Regions from separate parts of the Sus scrofa genome. Here regions 2 and 3 are each linked to region 1. A link is a contact called in public Hi-C and promoter capture Hi-C data. All regions are on one chromosome and are shown on one strand. The core of a region is the stretch at or near the end of the contact, and the rest is flanking DNA. Distances in the headings are between cores, read along the strand shown. Region 1 holds the start of BCL2L11 (BCL2 like 11). Region 2 has its middle 140 kb from the start of ANAPC1. Region 3 holds the start of TMEM87B (transmembrane protein 87B).

Region 1 (3,166 bases), core at 114-2,613:
GCACCTCCTGCAGGGAGGGCTAACCTGGACAAACGGTAAAGGAGATTCTGGCGATCAAGACATGAACCTTTTCCTCTCCTGGGGAACGGTGATTTGAACTGGCACACGCGCCCAGGATCTCAAAGCCGCATGCTGGAGGCTCAGGGGTCACATCAAGCCCATGGATGTTTTCATTTGGCTTGTATGGTGCTTTCAAAGTTCTAAATGACTTGGCCAGTGCTTAAACATCAGATTTGACATCAAAATCTGTACTCTCAGATTATGTGGCACTAGAGGAAGACCTACCACCTTGAGACCACACACCCTCACAGCCACACCCCGGGCAGTCTGAAAGGACAAGGGCAAATGTTCTCCAATCTGCCACAACTTTCGCCCATGGGACAGCCAGATTTTTCTGGGTATTTAGGTTTGCCACTCCTCCCCAAGACTCTAAAACTGTGAAACAAAACCCCACAATCTAATCTTATTAGCACTAGGTCCAAAAGCTCAGAGCAAACAAAACAAGCTTAAAGAGAAATATGAGTAGAAAACAAACTATTTTCATGGTTCTATGGTGGTAATGCCTATACGAACTAGGTCATCTTTTTAAAATGTCATTTTTGAAAATGATGTAACTTGTGTCATCCCTTTCTCCACACATTCAGTTATTAAGCTGTAACAGACTGAGTCCCTTTCAAGCAGGACATCATTAATGAGTGAATCCTAGTGCTTAGGATGAATTGCCACAGATAGATACTTTAAAGAAGGCATCAGAGGTTCAGGATATACTCATTATATATCCGCTCAAAGGACCCCCACTTACTGCTGCACAACTTTTTAAAATGTTGCCTGGATATTTTACTTGGTATAGGCTCCACTCCCCACAAAACATGGCATCAAATCAGCCAACGGAGTCTAGGAAGGGGCTTTGAATGCTACACAGCCTCTGGACAGATACGCAGACAACCACACCTCTGCTGCCACCACCCCGGATATTGCTTACCCATCGCACTGAGATAATGGTTGAAGGCTTGGCAAGGAGGACTTGGGGTTTGTGTTGATTTGTCACAACTCATGGGTGCTGGGCTCCTGTCTGTGTCAAAAGAGAAATACCCACTGGAGGATCGAGACAGCAGGGAGGATCTTCTCACGAAGATGAAAAGCGGGGATCTGGTAGCAAAGGGGCCAGGGCTGGTCGGTGGGGCCAGTGGGCCCTGGGGGCTGCCTTGGGGGCAGCGGTCCCCTTCTCCTTCCGGATTACCTTGCCGCTCTGTTTGTAGAGAGGTGGGGGCCCCAGGCCTGAGCTGAGGAGGCCTTTCCGCAGGCTGCAACTGTCCACCTTCTCTGTCACACTCAGAACTTACATCGGAAGGTTGCTTTGCCATTTGGTCTTTTTTTCTGCAAGTAAAATTAAAACTAGGATTATCTTAAGCAAAATAATAATTATAGCAAATACGTGAATGAGCAAACTTTCACCTATTCGTTAAAAATCCTCAGCATTAATACCAAATACTTTAACATGAAGTCAACATTTAAAGAGAAACAGTTCTCAATACTATCTTCCAAATAAGGATAAAAATACACCTAAATAACAAAGGTATCATTATCTTTGTTGGGGAGTTGAGAGAAGACTAAACTTCTTGCCGCCAAACAAAACACAGCAACAATGTCAATTACTTGTGGAATTGATGCTCTAACACACACACACGTTTTAGGACAGGCCGCTTGTTTGAGGTCTGTTCACATGTGCTCTTTGCTCAGGGCCGACTAGAGTAAGTCAGAAACTCCCAGCAGGCTCTGATTTCCCGGGATCAGATACAGCGCTGGAGCCCAGGAGCGGGCGCAGATGCAGCGATTGCAGGCGGCTGGCTGCGTTCCCCGCTCCGGCCCCATTGTTCTGCCCAAAAGTGCTGAGGACAGCAAGTCTGAGGAAGGTTTGGCAAGGGCCGTCAGTCGTAGTAAGTGCGTCACAATAGAGTTTGTAACTCAGCGCCGAACTGTTGGGCTCCTGAGCTCTCCGTCCGCGGTCCCTCCCGCTCCCGGCCCGTGCGCCCCTCCTCCTGCGGGGAAGGGGGAGGGCAGCGCGCCGCGCTGAACCCGACAGAACTTCTCCGAAATACACTCACACTGTTAGGTGCACACCTACAAACGGGAGGGGGGGGGTCCCCGAAAGCGTTCCCGGGCGCCCCCTGCAAAGTCCACAAGTAACTCCACCCGCCAGGCGGCATCGGGGCGCGCGGGTCCCGCACCCCAAAGACCCTCCCTTCCCAAGGCAGTCAGGCCAAAACTCACGTCCGCCCCTTCCCTTCGGAGCGTCGTGTCCGGGCCCGGGCTCCTCGGCGCGCGGTCCGCGCCCTACGCCGGTTCGGAACCCCCCGACCGTCACCACGAAGGCAGCGCGGGAGACAAAGCCCAGGACTCGCGCTGGGAGACGCCGGGACCGCGCAAAGCTTGCAACTCGCCGCTCTCCCGCCACCGCGCTCCACCGGGCAGCCGAGGGCTCCACGCGCCGCGCCTCTTGCCCGCGCTGCCCCGGCCGCCGCTGCCGCCGGGAACATCCTCCGCCTCCTCCCGCTCCTCCCCTTGCGCACTGCGCCCGCCGCCGCCGGCACCGCCGACCTCCCCGCGCCGCCGGCTCCGGGTGCCCGCGCTCCCAATTGGCCCTCGCGCGGTCGCTCCGCGCTGCAGCCAATCGTCGGCAGCGGTGGGGGCGGCGCCTACCCGACAGGCCGCCAAAGGCGAGGCGATTGTTGACAAACTCGCCGCCCGATCGCGGCTCGGGCAGTGGCCGAGGCGGGAGCCTCCGTGGAGGTTTCCGGGGCCTCAGGGCCAGAGGTTGCCCCGGCTGTCCCGCCCCCCACCCCCACCCCCGGCCGTCCACGCGCCGGGCGCCTCCGCTGTTCCCGCCGCCCCCAAATAGCCGGTCGAGCCGCATGGCGGTCCCCAGCCGCTGACCCTCACCGGGGCCTGTTCGGATGGGGACACTAAGGGCCAGCCCCCTCCTCAGCAGCACCACCCATAGTCCTCCAACTTCCTCCCTCTTTCTCCGCTTGCACCGAGGGACACGCACCAAATCTGAGCGGCCACCACTGGCCACGGACGCGCTTATCCGCGCGCACCCGTGACCGCCGCAGCCGAGGAACACTTTCGGCCCCGAGCCAGGCGTCCGGCGGGCCTTTCACTACCT
Region 2 (3,208 bases), core at 458-2,957, 570 kb before region 1:
CCCATTGCTCTGAGGTCAGTGTGACACCTATAATGGGGATGGTCATCCCTGCCCCCTTCCCCTTCTCTCTTTCTGTTCCAGCCACCCTGGCCCGCCACGCGATGGCCGATAAGCGGCATCCCTCAGACTTAGGGCTTTGCCTTCTCCCTGGCCCCTCTGCCAAGAACCTCCCGTCCTCCTGCCCAAGCGCCCCTGCTGATCAGTGCACTCTGATTGTTGCTTCCTGCTCATGTTTATGTCTGCATCCCTCCCCCTCCCCCTCTTTACTGCAAGTGCCACCAGGGCTGGCTGGGACTTCACACTGGTGAATCCACAGGGCTGCTAGCAAGCAGACACTCAATGAATATTTGGTGAATGAATAGATGATACACTGAGGGAGGAACTGCGGGGACTTCTGTTTGAGCTTCAGTGTAGACTCCAAATACCTGTGCTCTTCTGTGGTGCTTCCTCTGTGGGTTTCTGGCATCCCCAGGTGCTGTCATCCTTGGATGGGTTTACTCCACTCCATTCAAGCCACCATCTCAAGCCTTTGTCCTCCTCCCAGTACCTCCTTTCCCCCATCAGGCACCAGCTGGAAACACTTTTTTTTTTTTTTTTTTTAGGTACGCACCTGTGGCATATGGAAGTTCCCAGGCAAGGGGCTGAATCAGAGTTGCAGCTGCCAGCCTGCACCACAGCCACAGCAACATCAGATCCGTGTAGCGTCTATGACCTATGCTTCAGCTTGCAGCAATGCCGGATACTTAACCCATCAGGCAAGGCCAGGGATCAAAACTACATCCTTTTGGACACTATGTTGGGTTCTTAACATGCTGAGCTCCCAGATTTGTTTTAAAGTCAAAGAGAAAGGAAATTATCAGGATGGGGACCATTCACAAGAACTTTTTATTAGTCCCAGCTTCCAACTTCCTTTGAATCCCAGCTTCTTTCTTTCAGGTGGCTCAGTCCCAAGGGTGTATATGACAAGGGTGTCAGCACATGGAATTTCTGTCCCGATTCTGCTTCAGACTTTGGGGGAAACAGCCCAAACCCTCTGTTTCAGGGTTAGCAACAGAGATATGACAGGAAAACAGCTACCAGAGAGCTTAGAAAGACAAAAGTGCTAAATAGAGATATGTGGGTATTATTATTTTTTCATTTTTTTAATGGGGGTGTTATTTTTAATCTTTGCAGCAGGCAGGCTGTGGCCTCCAAGAAAAATCTGAGGATAAGGAGACCTAAAACAAGTAATTGATTCTCTCTCAAAATCTGGATTTCACTCCCAGCTGCCCTTGCAGGCTGACCATACATTAAGCTCCCTGCTCTTGTCAAATCAATCATGTGATGAGGAGGCAATGCTACCCAGCCTCACAGTAGACAGGAGGCTGCTCTCCTTTGGAGTAAGACATGCTTTTAAATATGGTGAGACGGGAGTTTTCTGGTGGTGGTGCAGTGGATCAAGGATCTGGCATTGCCTTTGCAGTGGCTCAGGTTGCTGCTGTGGTGTGGGTTTGATTCCTGGCCTGGGAACCTCCACCCTCCACATGCCATGGGGGCAGCAAAAAAAAAAAAAAAAAAAAACCCCAAAAACAAAACCCAAATGCTGAAATGCCATGAGCAGCAGTGAGATCAGACTGTGTTTTCTCTTCTTTCTCTTTAGGACAGACCACCATAATATGCCAAGCCCTGTCCACCCTTTGGGCGTTTTCTATGTGATCCCATGAGTGGCCAGTAGGTGGCACAAGACACACACCATGGCTGCCGGCTTTGCCCCACTCAGCCTTTCTCAGAAGGGAAAGATCTATTTCTAATCCAGCCCAGGCTTTATGGCAATGCTTAATCACATGGAAGGGAACATGCAATAACTACTGGTATTTCTGTAAACATGCATGCTTAGAGCAGCTGCCAGTTGGGGCTGAGGACAGAGGGAACATGCAGTGAGAGGTCTCCTGAGGACAGTCTATAAAAGGAAAACCCTGTGGGTTTTTAATTTAAGAGCCTCTCAGCTAACCTTTGTGACTCATCGAAAGAAACATTTAGAACCCGGAAGGACAGTGATCATACATTTTTTGGATTGTAACCTGGTTCTCCTTCCATCCTACCCCCTCCCCCTTCCCCCAAATGGTAGATTTCAGAAGGTCCCGGCTACAGGGCCGAGCCAGCACCTTCTGAACCAATGGTGGCTTATTTTCCTATTCTTTTGTCCTGGCAAGTTGCCTGTTTCTTGGGTTTGTTCTTTCCCTGGAGGAAAGTTGATCTGATCTCACTCTGCCATTAATAAAATTGGCACCAGATGGATGTGGAGCTGAAGAGCAGACACATCACAGCAAAACAAAGTGTGATCTAGTCAGAGATGGGGCAGTAAGGATTGGGTGCTTTTAACATCTGTGGCAAGTTAAAAAATTGTGGCAAAATATACAACATAAAATTTACATCTTAGCCATTTTAGGTGTATATTCAGTGGTATTTAATACATTCATATGGTGTGGCCATCACCACCATCCATCTCCATAAGTTTTCCTCTTGTAAGATGGAAACACTATGTCCATTAAACACTAACTTCCGTTTCTGTGAGCTGTGGTGTAGGTCGCAGACGTGGCTTGGATCCTGTGTTGCTATGGCTGTGGTATAGGTTGGCAGCTACAGCTCCGATTCGACCCCTAGCCTGGGAATCTTCATATGTCATGGGTGCAGCCCTAAAAAGACAAAACCAAACCCAAAAAACCCGCTAACTCCTCATTGCCCTTTCCCTGCAAATCATCACACCACTTTCTATCCCTATGAATTTGATTACTCTAAATACCTCATATAAGTGGAATCACATAGTAGTTTTCCTTTGTGTATCTGGCTTGTTTCACTGAGCATAACATCCTCAAGGTTCACCCATGTTGTAGCAGGTGTCAGAATTTCCTTCCCTTTAAGGGTAAATGATATTCCATTGTATGTATAGCCAACATTTTGTTTATCCATTCCTCTGTTGTTGGATACTTGGATTGCTTCCACCTTTTGGTATTGTGAGTAATGCTGCTATGAACAAGGGTGGACAAATATGTCTTTGAGACCCCCTTTCAGTTCTTTTGGGTATGTACTCACAAGTGGGATGGCTGAATTATGCAACAGTTCTATTTTTATTTTTTATTTTTTTGCCACGCCCATAGTATGCAGAAGTTCCCAGGCCACAGACTGAACCTGAGCCACTGCAGTAACAATGCTGAATCCTTAACTGCTA
Region 3 (3,283 bases), core at 262-2,761, 870 kb before region 1:
CAGTGGATGACGAATCCGACTAGGAACCATGAGGTTGTGGGTTCGATCCCTGGCCTTGCTCAGTGGGTTAAGGATCCGGCGTTGCAGTGAGCTGTGGTGTGGGTCACAGATGCGGCTCGGATCCCACGTTGCTGTGGCTCTGGTGTAGGCCAGAGGCTACAGCTCGAATTCGACCCCTACCCTGGGAAACTCCGCATGCCGCGGGAGCGGCCCAAGAAATGGCAAAAAGACAAAAAAAACAAAAACAAAAACAGAAGGACATCTACTCTCCCAGGTAGGTTTGTGTTGTAGGAAGAATTTGTAGCCTCTCGTGCTACTTTCTTTTTCTGGCTGAGGAAATCGAAATATAAGTTTTGCCTTTAGAATTCGGACGTTTCTATACATGGGAAAAATACTCATCTCAAACAACTGGACGAATCATCTTACTCTAAAAGAGCAGGACATAAAGCCTCTTCAACTTCCTGTCTCTTCTTTAGCAAATCTTTCCAAAATTCTACCCCTGCATTCTTCCCACATCACCTCATGTAACTACTTGATGCCAAGTTCTCAAATGGCCTGCCCTGGAAAGGAAGAGTTTCCACGCATTCATGCCTCCAGACTAGCTCGCAAATATCCTTTAATTACACATTCCGCCCCAACTCCCCACACACATATACTCTCGGAGCTGTGATAGGAGGCCGAGAGAAATCCAGGAGCCCCAAAATAGGGAAAGAGGGGTGGGGTGACTACTGCATGTTCCACTGTCATTTAAGGGGGGAAAAAAAAGAGTAAGAAAGAAAGCGGCACATGCTCTTTCTAAATGTACGCGGAAACTGAAGCCGGGCAAGTCCTCCCTGAGGCCTCACGGGTGTGGCCCTGTGGCTGCACCCGGGCACGAAGAAGGGTCAAATCCAAAGATGCCCCTGGGAGTGCCGAGGGGTTCTGGGCTCAGGTCTGAATAAACGAGGACCCGATCTAGCCAGGGCGTGTCCGGGCGGAGCGAGGGACCAGGCCGTCGAGAAAGGTGATCCTCAGGAACAGGAACAGGGCTCCGAAGGGAGAGCCGTTCCCTGCACACAAGCTTGACTGGTTTTCTCCCTAGGTCGGGCCAGGGGAGACAAAAGGCCCAGAGAGCGTATTAGGGCACCCGGAGCAGGCCCGGTCAGAGGAATAAGCTGGGTCCCCGGCGAGCCCCGGGAACACCCTGAGGACCGGAGAGGTGCGTCTCCTTGGTGCCGACGCTCCACTTACGTCATTGACCGTCGCTGCCCAGAGTCCAAGCTCGGGCACAGCGCCCACAGCCGCCGGACCCCAGCACAGAAGGCAGAGGGCGACGCGCAGCACCGGACCCCCGGTGGGAAGGAACCAGAACCCAGCTCGTGCGGCAGAAGCCATCTTGACGCGGAATCCGCACCTGGCGCTCCGTGACGCCCGCCAAGCCCGGGGCCCGCACCAGGTGCAGCTCCGCCCCTGGGAGGCGGGCTCGGGTCCGGGAAGTGTGGCTGGGACATGGAGGCGGGGCTCGAGGCCGGCCACTGCGTGGAGCTGGAGGCGGGGCCAGAGCGTGGAAAGAACGGGTGCGGGCGGGGGAGGAGGGTCGGAGCGTGAGGGCGGGGCCAATATGGGGGGCGGGGCCGGGGAGGAGGCGGGGCTCTGAATCTGGCGGCTACGGAGGAGGGGGTGGGTATGGGGGCAAGGGGTGGGTCTCAGGGCCGGGTCGGGGGGCGGGGCTTGGGGAGGCGGGGCTCAGAATCCTGCCCTAGCTGGTTTCTGCTTCCGCCCCAGGCGGGAGGCTCAGATCTCAGGCTCCGTGGGGTTGTGGACGGATGCGTAGGGAGGAGTTGCTAGCTAAGGTTTTGCTTTATTTCATTTTCTTGAATTCTCTCCGTTTGCCAGTACTACAGTCACCTCAGCACGAGGGAAACAAACTGTCCTCTAAATTCACCGTAAGTGCCGGGAAAGTGCTTTGAGGTAGGGTCAGTTGAACCCAAGGCATTGTATTGTGTGTGTAATGCCATGTCTGTAGGACAGTTAATAATTTTCAGAACAAATAAAGTTCCCCGATTGCTTAAATCTCTGAGGGGCAGAGCTTGGGTCTAATTGTGTACTTCAGGCATTTTTGACTGTGAAAGCTAAATAAATCTCTTGCCAAAGAGAACTATGGTAGTTTATTTTTAAATGTAAATAATGTCCAGAGGGAGAATAAAATCCTGATTTTGTTGCAGGAAGCTGGATACCTTCCAAGAGCCTGAGTATTGCCTCTTGTCCGACACTGGGAAATAAATTGTCCGAGGAGACGCATAAGCTGACAAAGCAAAAGACTTTATTGGGGAGTTCCCTTTGTGGCTCAGTGAAAACGTATCCGACTAGAATCCATGCGCATGTGAGTTGGATCCCTGGCCACGATCACTGGGTTAAGAATCCGTTGCGGTGAGCTGTGGTGTAGGTCGCAGATGCAATTCGGATCCTGAGTTGCTGTGGCTGTGGCATAGCCTGGCAGCTACAGCTCCATTTCAATCCCTCACCTGAGAACCTCCAAATGCTGCAGGTGCGGTTCTAAAAAGAAAAAAAAAAAAAAAAAAAGACTTTATAAGACTTTATTGGGAAGGGATACTGGGTTGTCTCTGGCCAATCATCTTGCTTGTCCCATATTTGGTCACCAAGCTCAGGGTCCTTGGTGACTGGCACCTCTCAGCCAAGATGGATTCCAGCGCCAAGGATCCTGGGAGGCTGGTTGTCTCCTCCCTCCCAAATTCTGCCCTGTTAGACTTCAGGGCAGAACCACATTCCTTATCAAACCCTCCTATTGTGAAACAACTCCTGCAAGAGTCTATTACCGTGTCTGGCCATAGTGGGTTGTTCCAGTCAGTGGTTCCCTAACAATTTAACCGTGTCATTAATGTAAGATAGGATCTATTTATAGTTAAGAGGACCTGGCCAGTTTTTCAGCCAGTAATTATTGAGAACCTAATAGGTACAAAGACTGCAGGTGCATTCCATCCATGCCTTTCCCAGGAGACAGACAGTGTGCTCAGTCTATATGGGTACGAATAACAAGTGTGGAGAGATCACACAAGAGCATCCACCAGAGATTTAGAAGGTAAGGCTGGTGGAAGGAGAGGACATGAGATCATTTAAGTCCTAGGAAGAGTTAACGGTGAGTTAGTTGTGGGAGCCAGGGGTAGATTTGAAGGTGTTTTAGGAAAGAGAGGAAAGCCTGTGTTAAGGCTTGGAGGAACAAAAAGACCTACCAAATGACTAGGTATTGGTATCAGATGGACCTTGGCAAGAGTGAGAAATTTAA

The links. Promoter capture Hi-C pulls out the DNA fragments that hold promoters and counts their contacts. A called contact is a pair of places that touch in the nucleus more often than the background predicts.
Region 2: a Hi-C map of skeletal muscle shows a contact between it and region 1, with 9 times the contacts expected there. The contact joins the enhancer-like site here to the promoter of BCL2L11 in region 1. A contact is called at or near these places in 3 of 5 promoter capture datasets (fetal liver, fetal skeletal muscle and liver), 21 of 47 Hi-C or Micro-C datasets (adipocytes, alveolar macrophages, brain and 13 more) and 1 of 2 datasets of contacts at active chromatin or transcription factors (skeletal muscle).
Region 3: a contact with region 1 is called in a promoter capture Hi-C map of liver, with 7 times the contacts expected there. The contact joins the promoter of TMEM87B here to the promoter of BCL2L11 in region 1. A contact is called at or near these places in 2 of 5 promoter capture datasets (fetal skeletal muscle and liver) and 5 of 47 Hi-C or Micro-C datasets (embryonic fibroblasts, heart right ventricle, liver and 2 more).

What each region holds. Positions count from the first base shown.
Region 1 is chr3:45,196,917-45,200,082 of Sscrofa11.1, forward strand. BCL2L11 (BCL2 like 11) reads right to left here and starts at 1,364. Exons shown (of 2, transcript NM_001252194.1): 1 at 983-1,364. The coding sequence starts at 1,364. LOC110260116 reads right to left here. Exons shown (of 3, transcript XM_021088387.1): 3 at 3,050-3,166. The coding sequence ends at 3,085.
Region 2 is chr3:44,627,079-44,630,286 of Sscrofa11.1, forward strand. No RefSeq gene overlaps it. Among named protein-coding and RNA genes, the nearest start is that of ANAPC1, 140 kb to the left of the region's middle. Within about 2 kb of position 1,708, at least 30 of the 83 cell types and tissues checked have an H3K27ac peak or open chromatin away from gene starts, as enhancers often do. A contact at or near this core is called in alveolar macrophages, embryonic fibroblasts, retroperitoneal adipose tissue and 2 more, where this site is marked.
Region 3 is chr3:44,326,259-44,329,541 of Sscrofa11.1, forward strand. It overlaps TMEM87B (transmembrane protein 87B), which reads right to left and starts at 1,512. Exons shown (of 20, transcript XM_021087028.1): 1 at 1,231-1,512. The coding sequence starts at 1,374.